Linked DNA regions of Sus scrofa: region 2 is linked to region 1. The links are chromatin contacts, called in public Hi-C maps. All regions are on one chromosome and are shown on one strand. Each heading gives the region's core, a stretch centred on a gene start, on an enhancer-like site or on the middle of the called end of the contact. The rest is flanking DNA. Distances are from core to core; before and after follow the strand shown. Region 1 holds the start of CUX1 (protein CASP). Region 2 overlaps CUX1 (protein CASP).

Region 1 (6,713 bases), core at 2,589-5,088:
CTCAATACTTCTGTCTGGCTTTAGGTATTCCTAAATTTAAAACATTTGCAAATTCAATGTAATTAAACTAGATGTAATTTTCCACTTCCATATTTGCAAAACTGAGATTCTCGTAAGACTTATTCGGAGTATGAATCGTTTTTTACCAGGTATCGAAAAGTAGGCATGTCTTTATGTTTGCTTGTGAATAAATTACAATGAAATATTTAGCATTATGTAGTGTCTCTGGTTATCTGAGATATTTCTTGTTGGGAACTATTCAAACCAGTTCTAATTTGGTTGCGAAAATATTCAGAAAGTGAATTAATGTTTTAGAATGAATCTCTTGAGTTTTCTTTTTAAGCATATCCCATAGGACAGAAGATTTTTTATTTTTTTTCATTATTCTTAGAGTTGGGTTAAAAACTATTCTCCTGTCTTTTGCTGGAGATAGTTTCTAGGTGAAACCTAAGCTTGGTTTTATGAGTTTATTATAAATAAGATCTTAGAACGTAGAGCTCTTGTGAGAGAGAAAGAGAATGGCTTTTTTTTTTTTTTTTTTTTTGATAATGCCCTACATTGTAAGACATTTTTCGGTTTGGAAGAAATTCTTGATGATTAATCCCTTCAAGGAATTAGGTTAACTATATCAGAACGATTACGAAATTAGAATCTTTAAGAAACAGGGTAATATATTTTCCTTTCTTGGGGCTATCAAAGGAGGACCAATTTAGTAATAATCAACCCATATGGCGTTTTAGAGAATTTGCCAATTTTCATCTGAACTGATTCAATCAACTCTGTGTAGATGTCGGGAGACGGGAGGGTAGGAAAAGTGTGAACCTCGGAAGGTGCTTTGCAGGGTTTCCTAAAGTACATTTCTCAGTATCATCACATCCCCAGTATGGCCACTGAATTTTTTCTTAGGCAAAATAAAATGGGTCAGTAAGGAAATTTAGGCATTCTAGACTCATATTTGTCTGTCTGATTTGGTGCCAAAAGGTGCTTATTTGAAGGTCAGGAACAAACATCATTTTGGTCAGTCCCCCCTCTGATTACTTGGGGCTGGATTTCTGAAAGACTAGGAAGGAGGATTTGTTATGTACTCGGAACTAGGAGCTTTCTTTCCCTAAAGGGAGAGCCTGAATGTCAAAAAGTGCAAACAGCGTCTCTGGATTGTTTCTCTTGTGCTTCATTCTGAGTAATATAGCATTTTCACGTCAAGGGGCTTCTTCTTGGTTCCTGGGCCAGTTATCTTGCTAAACTGCCTCTGTCTCACTCTTTATTCTGGCTGCTTATAGCCGTTATTCCATTGTCTTTGTAGATGCTAATAGGGATCTAGGTCCTAAAACCTTTCCATTTTCTAAATATTTTATACAATACACAGCTTATAGGGATCCACTATATTTGAATGTCCCCGGAGGCTCTTGACCTACTATGGGGAGGCTGAAAGTCAGTCTTGAAAGCAAACAGCCTCTTGAAATAGATATAAATTGTTCTTACTCTGTTCTAAGAAGAATAAAATGTACTTTAAAAAGTTTTTTAGGTCTCTGCTGATTATTTCAGTCCACTAAGTTTTTGATCAGTGGTTTACCTGGAGAACTTTTCCTTTAAATTGGTCACATTTTGTGGTGCTGGCAAAGTTATTGGAAAGTTTTCTCCCCCGCTTGTAGAGAGCAATAAGCCTTGTATAACTCAAAACTTTGGTAGAAGAAATCTAAATTTTATTTAACTAGAGCTTAAGCTCTGGACCATTCAATGCAGTGTTTTTCTACTAAGTCCAGTTAGCAGGTAAATAATGTAAATATAACCAGAAATGTAACAAGGGCATTTGATACTCATCCACTTTTCTTTCTGAAATATTGCCGTGGATTCAGAACCCTGAATTCCAACCAGATGTATTTCTGGAGTATTACACAGGTCATATATATTTCACTTTTTTGGTTCAAACCCAGGGGATCCACACGATAATTAGATTGAGAACATCTGCACCAAATCCAAACCATTTCCCTGATCCTTCCTTGAGCCTCCCCCACGGGAGGGATTTTTTTTTTTTTTTTTAAGCCCCTGCACATTTTATTTGCCTAGTCCCCTTTAGGGCAATTCTGAGGTCTCGCGTGCCTTGCCACCTCACAAATAGGAGAGGAGGGCAGACGTACCCTCAACTGCGGGATAGGGGAGGAACCTTTAGATGTGGCATTTCGTCGGGACAGGAATCGCCACGGGTGGCAATGCCGTTTCCCGCCAGGGGCCAGGCTCTGGGACGGGGCGTGGCCAGGCGCGGGGCGCGCGGGTGGGCACGTGCGCAGGGGCCCGAGGACGCGAGTGTCGGGGCTCCGCTGCCCTCTACCGGGCGCAGCGGTCCGAGCTGCAGCGCGGCCGCCGGCCGACGGCGCGCGCGGGCTCGGGCGCCCCACACCGAGGCCGCCTTCAGCGTCCCTGGGTCGGGAGTGCCCTTCCTGGCGCCGTGTCACTGCTTCTGGGACCAAGGCTCCCGGCGCCCGCGCGCTCCCACCCACCTGCTTCCTGCCCCTGCTGCGGGTCCCGGCTGCCGCCGGGACGCCCAGGGAACACCCCCACCCCTTCGGACCTAGGGAGGCGAGCGTTGTCGAAACCGAAGCGCCTGGTCGCCAGTGTGAGACCTAGGGGCACATGTGTTCTCCAATTCTTCGGGACTTTCATTTCTAGTCCCTTCAGTCAGAAATGCTGAATTTACAACGATCGGCGTTAAATCCTCCAACTCAGTTGAAAAGCAATTGTATACCCCCACGAACATGTTTTATTTTGTATTCCATACAGCTTTTATTGACATATAATTTTTAAGATTAAGGAATTTGGGGATTTGTTTTAACTAATTACACGGTAAATGAAGTTCGGGAGGATAAAAGTACGCTATTCCTACTGCAAACTCAAACTCACACGTGTGTATAATCAATTAAAAATGAGATCATAAAGTGTGTGCTTTTTGCCAGGTTTCTGCGAAGAAAGATCTCAAAAGAGAATTGACTTTGGGGTTTGTATTTTAGTATTTCTGCAAACTAGGGACCGTGCTTTTTGTTATAAGCGTACCCACACTTTCCAAGTTGGGCACCCAAATCGCTGTGTGTGAACTACAGGAAGTTTCTAGGGCTGTTCCGCTGAAGCGGTGCGGGGGGGATACAGAACTGGGCTCCAGGACTTTTCCTGTCCTGTCCTAAGCTGGCGCAAATCGAGCAGATAGGGGCCATTCAGACCCCCTGGCCGCCGGGGGTGCGGTGCGGCGCGGCGCGGGGACCGCGCGGCCACTGTGCGGAAAATTAACGTGTGCAGCGACACGGGGGTCAGGGCTGCGTTCCCCCGGCTCCAGTGCCCCCAACATGAAAGGCCGTTCCAGGCTGGCTCGGTCTCTGAGTCCGGCTGGGGCTCGGGGAGAGGGTGGGCGGCAGCGGCCGGCCAGCGCGCCTCGCACCCGCGCCGCAGCGGTGGGCCGGGTCTGTGCGGGGTCTGGGCTCGGGCAGGTGGTCGCGGCGGCTCCGCGCGCTCCGTGCCCCGCGGAAGAGCGGGCGAAAGCGGCGCGGCGCCGGCGCCCGCAGCCAACGGCCGCCCGCTCCCAGCCGAGGGCCGCCGGCGACCGCGACCCCCGGGCGCCCGAAAACCGCCCCAGGTGAGCCGGGCCCGGGGCCTCCCGCGGGGGCCCGGGGCGCCCCTCCCGCCGCCCTCCAGCGCCCCCTCGGGGCCGGGCCGGCAGCCGCCGCCCGCGCGGGCCGGGGGGCTCGGAGGGGCGGGGGTCGCGGGCCTGGCGGCGGGCGCCGGCGGGAGCGGGCAGGGGCCGCGCGCGGGAGGCCCGGCGGCGGCCGCCGCGCCCTCGGGCTCCGACTCCGGCTCCGGCTCGGGCTCGCCATGGCTGCGGCGGCGCCGTGAGGAGGAGTCCGCGTCCTCCGTGGCGGCGGCGGCGGCCGGCTCCAGGCCGGGTTTTGGCGCCGCCCGCCTGCTGCCTCCTGGCGGCTCCTGAACTCCAGCCCCCTCTCTATCAGCCTCTCACTCCGTCTCAATATGTCTCAAGATGGCGGCCAATGTGGGATCGATGTTTCAATATTGGAAGCGCTTTGATTTACAGCAGCTGCAGGTCAGGCTTCTCCTCGCTCGGCCTCTCGCCCGGGGGTGGGGGCTGCGGGCGGTCGCGGCCTCCCCCGGGGCCCCGGGCTGCCCGGCCGCCGGGGGGCCGCGGCGGCGGGGAGGAGGGGGGTGCCGGGGAAAGCGGGGCCGAGTCGGGGACAAGTCCCTCTCGCTCCCCGGCCCCCATTGATAACTCGCTTGATCGGAAATTGATCCTCTTTGTTCAATTCATCGATCAGCCCAAGATGGCGCCGGGAGCCGCCGCCGCCACCGCTGCCCCCGGTGTCGGCCCCCACCCCGGGCGCCCCCCCGGCCCTGCGCCGCCGCCGCCACCGCCGCCGCCGCCGCCGCGGGACCGGGGAGGGGGCGGCCCCGGCGGCCCGCGGGGTGCGCGCGCGAGCGGGGAGCGGGCTGCGGCGGGCGGCGGCGGCGGCGGGCGCTGCGCCGGGAGGGGGCTGCGGCCCGGCGGCGGCGCCCGGCCGCGCGCCCCGCGCCCCCGGCCCGCCGTATTCCCCGGGAAAGTTTGTGGGGAGTTGCTGTGGGGGTGAAGCGCCTGCCTCTCCAGGAGGAGCCGCCGCCGCCACTGCCGCCGGCGCGGCGGAGCTGGGGCTGGTGGCGCTGTGGTGCCGCCGGCTCGGGGGAGGGTCAGAGCGGCCACCGGCGGCGGCGGCGGCGGCGGCGCGGCCCGGCTCCGGCCAGGCGGGCGGGTGGCCGGGCGGGCGGGCGTCCGCGCTCCCCGGCCCCGGCCGGCCCGGGCCCGGGCCGCCGCCCCCGGCTGTCAGCCGGCCGGGACTGCGCCGCCGCTCCCGCGTGCGGCGTGGGGCTCCCAGCGCGGAGCCCGGGGTTTGTTTACGTCCGGGCGGGCGCCCCGGGGCCACCCGCAGACCCCGCAGCAGCCCCTATCTTTTGTGTGCCTGCAGGAGCGGCGCGGACCGGCCCTCCGGGGCCGGGTGCCCGGGTAGGGGTGCTTTGGGGAAACTTGCGGGGGGCGGCCGGCGCCCCGCGCGTGGATCCTGGGGGTCGGGGCGCCCCGCGGGCGGGGGTGCGTGTGCCAGAGGAGGGCTACAACTTTCCCCGAGTGGAGGCCCGGCTCTGCGCCCCGGCGCGCAGTCTATCTGGGCCGGGGGCGCTTGCTCCCCGCCGCCTCTCCGGGTGGTCCTCGCCTCGCGCCCGGGGGCTCCCGCGGCCCCCAGTGACCCACCCCCGTCTCTCCGATCGTCTCCTCCGGGGCCCTGCCCTCCCAGTAGGGTCCGCGGGCGCGATGGAGCGCGCGGCAGGTCCACTCCGAAATGCCTACTCCGATCCGGCTCGTGAAAGCAAAGCCCCGGGGGCCCCGGGGGCCCCGCTGGACTGTGGCGTGCGGGGCTGTGGTCCGAGCGCCGAGCCCCGGGCGCCGAGGGGGGCTCATGCTGGTGCTCCCCATCCGGCGCCCGAGCCGCTGCGGTGCCCAGGGGGCGCGTTCCTGCCTGCCATTCCTCATCCAGAGGAACGGCGCGCCCTCGGGGTCCGCCCGGGACCTGCCAGCTCCGCGCTCGCGGCGCCTGGACAGCCCCGGGACTCTGCCAGGTGGATGTTGTGCGTAGTCGAAGCCGAGTTGAAGGTGAGCGGCGTGTGGGCCAGAAGCTCCGGGAGCGCTGGCCGTGGGGGGTGGGGGTGGGCGTGGGGGGGATGTCTGTGGTTTCCAAGGGCCCAGGGCGGCCTGGCGCCCCAGAAGGGGCCCTCAGCGACCCCCAGGGACGGCTCTTGCTCCCAACTCTAAGGTGTGCTTGAAGGCACCCTTGGGCGAACTTTCCCAGCCAGGGGACTGGTGATAGTGGCCTACAGTACTTTGAGGAGCGAAGCAAATGAACTCCAGATGCGGGCTTGTATGAAATGAAGCGGGTTGGATTAAAACGTATATAAACGGAGGCTGACAACTTTAATTGTATATGCTTGTTTTCTGCTCTTGCCTACGTAAGAGCAATAAAGCAGACTCATAGTCGTTATGAAATTTCTTCGAGTTTTTCGCTTAACTAGGAAGAAGACTATGTGAAATATGTATTTCCGATAAGATTAAAACTTAAAGGAGTTTGAGTGTTTATTGACTAAAATAGATTACTCCAAAGTGTCTATTGTGTAAATTAGATTCCTGAATGTAATGAACACAGCCGAATGGCATTTTTGATAAATTGGTCTACCCTGTTTTAGTAAAAATAGCTCCCTTTTACCATAATTTAATTCCTGTGCTTACTGCAAAACCCGTTGTGGAGTTTTGAGAGACAAACCTTAATTTTTTTTTTTCTCTTGTTTTCCTAAATGTGACATTGTAGCTTAACACCAAAGCGGTTTCTTTTTTAAGCATCTTGGCAAAACTGCCTGGGAACAGGGTTTGGTTTCTGGGGAGTTATTAGATTTTATGAACTCTTTGACACCCCCGACCCGCCCCCCCCCCCCCCTTAGTGATTAGTCTTCAGGGTAGCTTGAGGACATTGAAGGATGTAGCTTTAGGTTTCCATTGAAAGATTCCCTGTTAGTTCATGTGAGTGAACTTTGAGAGGTTGATCTGGAGTTGCAAAAATCGCTTTTCTGAACATGGTTCTCTTTCCTGAGCAGCGATTAGCTTTTGATGGTAGGTAACGATTTGTCCTTTAGATGGTTTC
Region 2 (6,713 bases), core at 2,056-4,555, 50 kb after region 1:
GCTCCAAGGAAGGTGTCCTGCTGGGTGACTTGTGGTCACTAGGCACAGGGCAGCCTGCTTCCACATCGAGGTGGCTTGTGTGGGGGAGGTGGCTTGTGTGGGAGAGGTGGCTTGTGTGGGGGGAGGAGACTTTGGGATCGTGCTCTGCTGATCTTCCCTGCTTGCAGTCAAGGAGGGTGGGGACGGTCACCTGGGGCAGAAGGGAAAGGTGACTTTGCTGGGGGGGACAGAGGGATGTGTTTGTGGCTGCAGTGCACACCTGGTCCAGAATGCTCTGAACGCCTCCAGGAAAAGGCTTACTAGGGGGAAAAAAAAAAAAAACCAGCTAAAGGCACACAGGACTCAGAGCACAAGAATATCCCGAATGCATTATATAATGTGCTCCATTCAAAGGAACATTGTGAACCAACTTAGGAAGAGGATCTTTTAAAATGGCTTTCCTAAAAATACTCCTCGGAATGGGTCACAGGCTTGGAGCACCTGCCTGCAGAAAGTCCGGTTCCAGCACGTAGGTCGCGGACGGCGCTTGTGAGAGGCCCAGAAGGCCCTGTTCCTTAGCCCCGGTGGAGCACAGCGTGAGGAGGAGGGTGTGCAGGAAGGGGCTTTGGGGGGCCTTTCCGCCTTATCTCGCGTCCCCCAGACCCCTCTCACTGGCCTCGTAAAGAAGCAGATGGCGCCCCAGGAATAGCTCCGAAATCACGCTGGCTCCTGGCTGAATGCAGAGGAAGGATCAGGACCATAAAGATTTGAAATCTCCCAGGAAAGGAAATTATTTCCTCCGTGAAATTATCGATGGAAGGGGAGCATTTAAAGAGACAGAAATTACGAACCCCGATTCAAGTTGAACCAGATACTGCACTTTAACCTTTTTGAGACTCGTTAATTTAAAAGCAAATAGAATGAAATATAGACTATAAAAGCAAATTAAATCATTTTTACACTTGCTGGGTTTTTGTGTCACGGGATTGGAAAAGCTAATCGAGAGAAGAGCGGCTTTTGGACAGAGGACCGTGGGGCTCGTGTCAGATCAAGCCGAGGCAGTGATCCTTCAGCAGCGGAGCGCAGCAGGCCGGCAGGGGCCCGGCTGGAGAGCCCCGCGGAGCCCCCTCTTAAGACCCATCCCAGGTCTGACCAGAGCGAGCAGAGGTTTAAGGAGCGAGCAGAGGTTTAAGGAGCAGAGGTTTAAGGAGCGTGTCTCTGATTGATGTGGGTGGAGCCCCGCCCCAGCAGTGGATGTTTTATGTGGAGGTGGGGGAAGCCGGGACCGTAGGTTACATGTATCTACCTGCAGGAATAAATCATTCTTTTGAAACATCACTAGAAGGGAGGGGGAGAGAAAAAAAAGCTGAAGATTTATCTGAAAAGGAAGTGGGACGTTAAAGTTGCTGGAGATCTCATTACTGTCTGTCTCGCTCACCGTAATTAAAAAATGCCTGAATGATCTTAATAACACATGATTCAGCTGACACGCACTAATTGCCCTGCATCAGGCCAAGAGGAGATGAATGCTGTCAAGAAAACCACAAGTCAGACAAGCTGATTCTCTCTTAGTCTGACACCGTGTTCCCATGTACAGACCAGTTTTTACTGGAGCCCTTCCAGCATCGAAAGCAGCTCTTCACCTTCCCATTAATTTCCATCGCTGGCAGGCCCGGGTTGTCTGTGGCGCGCCGTTCCCATCCCTCCTGCCTGCCGGCTCGAGAGCTCGGGTCTGCAGACGAGATGTAAATATGTTTCTTGCTCTTATCTTGGTCCTTTTCAAGAAAAGAAATCCGTTCCCATTCAATACGAATGCCCCGGTGGGCTTGTCAGTGAATTACGTGGCATTTGGGGATTGATTTTCTGACGCCGCCGATTTGTCAAGACTTTCTCGTGCCGTTTCAGCGATTCGACAGAACCTGTTGGACCCCCCGCATCCTGTGGTCGGTCCTCTGGCCGCAAAGAAAAGGGAAGCGGGGCCCTGTTGCCTGGGCGTCTGGAAGCCTCCTTACAGGGCCCAATTTTGAGGAAGGAAGGGAGGATACTGGCGTTGCTGCAGGACAGCTGAGTCATTCTGTCACTCCAGGACAAAATCGCAGCCCGGGTCCAGTGCAGCGCCGGTCCCCAAAGAAGGCCGAGCGCCGCTCCGCCCGGGCAGCGCGCTGGGGAGGAGGGTCTGTGGCAGCAACAGCGCCCTTGCTGTCCTTGGCCACCCACGCCTGCTCTCACATCTTGGTCCTCTGGCGCCAGGCCCTGTGCCGGGGGGGAGGCTCCTGTAACAGGGAGGGAGCTGCCGGGCAGGCCTCTGCAGGAAGACGAGGCACAGCCCACTGAGTCCGGGCCAGACCAGCATCTTCCGCAGCAGAAGCCGTGTCTGTCCCCGCCCTCCCGAGAGGCAGGCCGACTGGGCATGGAGAGATTGGCCCAGAAGGCTGGGAGCTGGGCTCCGGCTGTGGGACCCAGGGCCCGGTCCTGGATGTCTCTGAGCCAGCATCCCCGTCTGAGAAAGGTCCCCTGAGGGCCGCGGTGAAGTCCACACCAGGGCACGCCCATTGCAGTGCCGCGCGTATGGGCCTGGCAGCGTCACCCCCAAGGCTCGGGGTTTAGATGAGAGGGTTCACGTGGCCTCGAGTTGCACGTGTCCAGGGCACAGTCAGTTGCTGAGAAAGGAACTGACCTACAGCAAGAGGCGGATAAACCTAGCAAGAAATGAGCTGAGCACAGCGAGCCATTCCGTCCACTGACGGACTCAGGCCACCAGGTGCTCCCTGCTGGAGGGGGTGCCCGGAGCCACCCCACGCCGATCTTTGGGGCTCCCCTGATTAGCGAAGATATCCCTTACCAGAGACCTCTTTTCCTGAAACGAAAATGAAGTGACAATGTGTGATGGCTCTCAGATACTGTCAGTGTGACTTAGTTGTAGGAAAAAAAATCCTGAAGGAAACGGTGGGTGGACATAAAGCCAGGTGCCCTCTCTGGTGTCCCTTCAGAACCTGCGCTTGGCGGCCCCTCCCTTTTATCACCTTTTGACTTGGAAACTCAGGGCCTTTCTCTGTGCCCCGCCCACCACGGGTAGCCCTTCGTGCGCATGTTTAGGAAGAAACTGCAAAAGAATCTGTGTGGGGCTCGCTGCTCTGAGCTGGGCTCCTTGATGGGAAGAAAACAGCTTTCTTGATGACCTGATGGCCTCAGAGTCCCTGGAGGCCCCACCTCCCCCCAGGGCAGTGGACAGAGGGGCCCCCGACTCCCCCACCATGAGGGTGTCCGGGATTCGAAAGTCAGGGGTGAAAGCTTTGCAGACCTCCTCGGCCCTGCTGGTTCTGGGCTTTGCACGTGACAGCAGCTCTGCTCGGTGGTTGCCGCCTCGGTCGTTTAATTCGTGCGTAGCCCCCGAGTCCCTGGAAACCGGGACTCCAGAATCCAGATCAGCAACCAGTTCCAAAGCTCAGCCTTGCGGGCTCAGCTCACCAGTTTTAGGCAGTGAAGAGGATGGCTGTTATTTAAACTTCGTATGTCACTGATTTTTCATATGTAGGAGTGGCACTCATCACCTTTTTTTTTTTAATCAAGTTATTTATATCATGGGGCGAGTCTGTCACACGGTCTGAACGCAGAACGTTGCCATCCTTGTCATCAGAATCCTGCCAGTAATTTCTGTTTACAGTAGAGCTATTGAAAAGTATATTGGGATGAAACATAAGTTGTTGGCTTGCGTGAGGTTTTTATAATGTGCACATACAGATAAAGTTGGCTTTCGTTCCGAAGGCTGTGTCTCGTTCTTGTTGCGCTTTTATTAGCTAAAGTGGCAGGGTCCCCACGGCCCCCCGTGGCCTGCCAGGTGCCACTGGGAAATAGGGGGAATGGGGTCCCCAGCTGTGGACCTCGGCATCCCGCCTTATCTGTAGAGTCGTCCTGTTGGGAGTCTAGAAACTTCTGATTGCAGAACTCCTTTTTCCTCTCCATCTCCTTCCATAATTGCTGCAGGTCATCGTTGAACCGCCCCCCCCCGCCCCCCCAGGGTAGGAGCCCCACGGAGCCCCTGGGCCGGCAGCGGGCAGGCTTCCGCAAGGGAGCCAAACAGCCCACAGGCGGGGCTTTGAGACAAAACCCCACGTGGTGGTCAATTTCATGGATTACAGTTAATTCTGTTTAATGTCCTTTTTCCTTCCTTTTTGCCAAGTCCTATGCCTTATTAGAACATCGACTTTAGCATAGAAGTGCTTAAAACTTATTTGGCGCTTCGATAGATGTGACACCACAAACGTCGGATAAACGGGATTTGTTCTAATGAGATCTTAGTGATTCTTGGCCGTTCCTCCCGCCTCTTGTGGAATCCTGGCCCGTCCCCCGCCTAGTTCTGGTGGTGCTGGAGCGGCCAGAAGGCCCCTCTCTGGAAGCCTTCCTCACTTCCTCACTGGGTTTCAGGCCCTGTGAAGCACTGCCCCCTCCCCTCCCCTCCCTGTGCCCTCTGCTCCTGGGCCTATTTCTGTGATTTGCATGTAGCGGAAATATTTGTTGAACGGAATTATTTTTACACATGGGCCTTTCATGTGGCCACCGTTTGAGGTCTGTTTCCTTTGGCTGGAGGCTGGGAGAAGCCTTCCAGCGCCCCGGGAGTGCCAGTGGCTCCAGGTACAGGATGCCCTGCTCGGGGCTGGATGTGCCTTGTCTCCCCTGGAGGACCCCCAGCTGGAGGTGGGCGGCTGAGCGCCCCCATCTCCCCCGTCCCCACTGCAGCGTTCAGGGCCTCTAGGAGGCCTTCGGATTGACCCTTTTGGGGCACTGAGGGGAGGGGGAGAGGGGGGACTCAGAGCGGGAGGGATCTGCCCAGGGGACCCCTGACCACAGGCCCCTTGTCCTTAAAGGCCCCAGTCTCGCTGTTGAGATTTCCTTTTGGTTTCTCATCAGTTATTGAAGAAATACCTATGTTTTCCGAGGATCTGTCGCCCGGCCCTTTCTGATGAGGCTGTGGGCGTCAAGGACTAGTAGGCCCGGCTCGCCCTTCGAGTACCTCCTCTGGGTCGGGGCTGCTCCGAGGGCATCACACCTTCTCACTCAGCCAGTCCTCGCCAGCTTCGTTCACAGAGGGGCCGGTGCTCAGCGGGCCCCGTGTCCCCATCCCCCTGGGGAGGGAAGATGAGCCCGGAGAGGCAGGAGGAGGGTTTCCTGAGCCTCCCAGCTCCTGTGGACCTGAGCCCGCTGTGCTGAGGACCTTCTGGAACGTCAGTCCCCCCCCCCGGGGACCCTGTAGTGACCCAACACCCCCGAGATGCTGCAGCATCGTCGTGGAGGGAGCCGCCTGGCTCTCCTTCCTCCCACGGCCTCTGGGTCACTTTCTCCTGCTGCCATTTGGAGGCAGCTTGAGGCTCACAAGCACTTTCTGGCCCGCAGGGTCCTATGCTGCTCCCCAGTGACAAAGGAGCCCCACAGCCGCACCACCGCCCCCGCCCATCCCAGCTGCAGGTCAGAGAAAGCACCTGTGCCCAGGAGCCCGTGTTCTTGCACCACAGGGAGTCACCTTGGGGCTGGAGGGCACCGCAGGTGCAGCTTTAGAGGGGCTCTGCTGGCAGAAATTTCTAGGAGGCACAGCTCTGAGCGGGCAGCAGAGATGCTAGGGCCAGTTCCTCCCCTCTTCCTGACTCGGGCAATATCTCACCTCTCTTTTCAGCTGCTCGCTCCTCGTCCCCTCTCTTTCTGGACTCTGCGCTCACAAAGAGGGCGAGAGCCCCCGGCACACTGGGGTCAGTGTCAGGCCCACCCGCAGGAACCCAAGGCTGTCCCCTGATCCTGATGGGGACCTCTGGGAGCTGATAGGCAGGGCGGAGTCCAAACTGCCATGTGCACAGGCCAGGAAAACAAGTGTCCGGCTCTGGGACTTGGTCTCCTGAGGCATTTCTTGCTCTTCCTACCCAGGGAATGAAAAGCCAGGTCCTACCACTTTGGTGATGAAAATGACCTTTATTTTGCCCGGGAGCTTACAAGTTTTAGGTGTCCAGTGTGTGCATGCAGCTATCACGGATGTGTGCTCCCTCCAGACACGTCCAGTGCCAGGAAACTGACGTGTGAAGTTGAATTTAGGGACTGAAAGGCTAAAGCTCATTGAAGGTTGAGTCAGTAAGTTCAGGCAGTAAACATTTCTGAGTGTTTTCCTTGAACCTGGCACTTTGCTTGTCTCTTTTAATTCCATGGGCTAATAAAATGAAATCCATATTTGCTTAGAAATATCTGTATACTCGTATTTACTCATAAATAAAGGTAGGAGTTCCTGTCGTGGCTCAGTGGTTAATGAATCTCACCAGGAACCATGAGGTTGCGGGTTCAATCCCCGGCCTCGCTCAGTGGGTTAAGGATCTGGCGTTGCCATGAGCTGTGGTGTAGGTCACAGACGGGGCTCGGATCCCGTGTTGTTGCGGCTGTGGTGTAGGCCGGCAGCTACGGCTCCGATTGGACCCCTAGCCTGGGAACCTTCACATGCCGTGGGTGCGGCCCTAGAAAAGGCAAAAAGACAAAAAATAAAAATAAGAAAATCCATAAATAAATGCATTTAATGCATTGGCTTGTTGTCTTTCTCCCTATCTGTAGACACAGCCAGCTTGACTCTCTGGCCCCTGTGATCATTCCAGTTCCCAAACTGTGGGGATGGATGAAGGAGTGAGGCCTGTTTTCTCCTTTCTCCCCAGGACCTGGCCCATAGGAAATGGTCATTAAAATTTGCTGAATGTAATCTGTCTTCA

What was found. A called contact is a pair of places that touch in the nucleus more often than the background predicts.
Region 2: a contact with region 1 is called in a Hi-C map of heart right ventricle, with 4 times the contacts expected there. The contact joins the enhancer-like site here to the promoter of CUX1 in region 1. A contact is called at or near these places in 6 of 47 Hi-C or Micro-C datasets (embryonic fibroblasts, epiblast stem cells, fetal liver and 3 more) and 2 of 2 datasets of contacts at active chromatin or transcription factors (alveolar macrophages and skeletal muscle).

What each region holds. Positions count from the first base shown.
Region 1 is chr3:9,313,307-9,320,019 of Sscrofa11.1, forward strand. CUX1 (protein CASP) reads left to right here and starts at 3,839. Exons shown (of 23, transcript XM_021086269.1): 1 at 3,839-4,084. The coding sequence starts at 4,022.
Region 2 is chr3:9,364,001-9,370,713 of Sscrofa11.1, forward strand. The region is part of intron 1 of CUX1 (protein CASP); the gene reads left to right. Among named protein-coding and RNA genes, the nearest start is that of CUX1, 50 kb to the left of the region's middle. Within about 2 kb of position 3,306, at least 21 of the 83 cell types and tissues checked have an H3K27ac peak or open chromatin away from gene starts, as enhancers often do. A contact at or near this core is called in alveolar macrophages and liver, where this site is marked.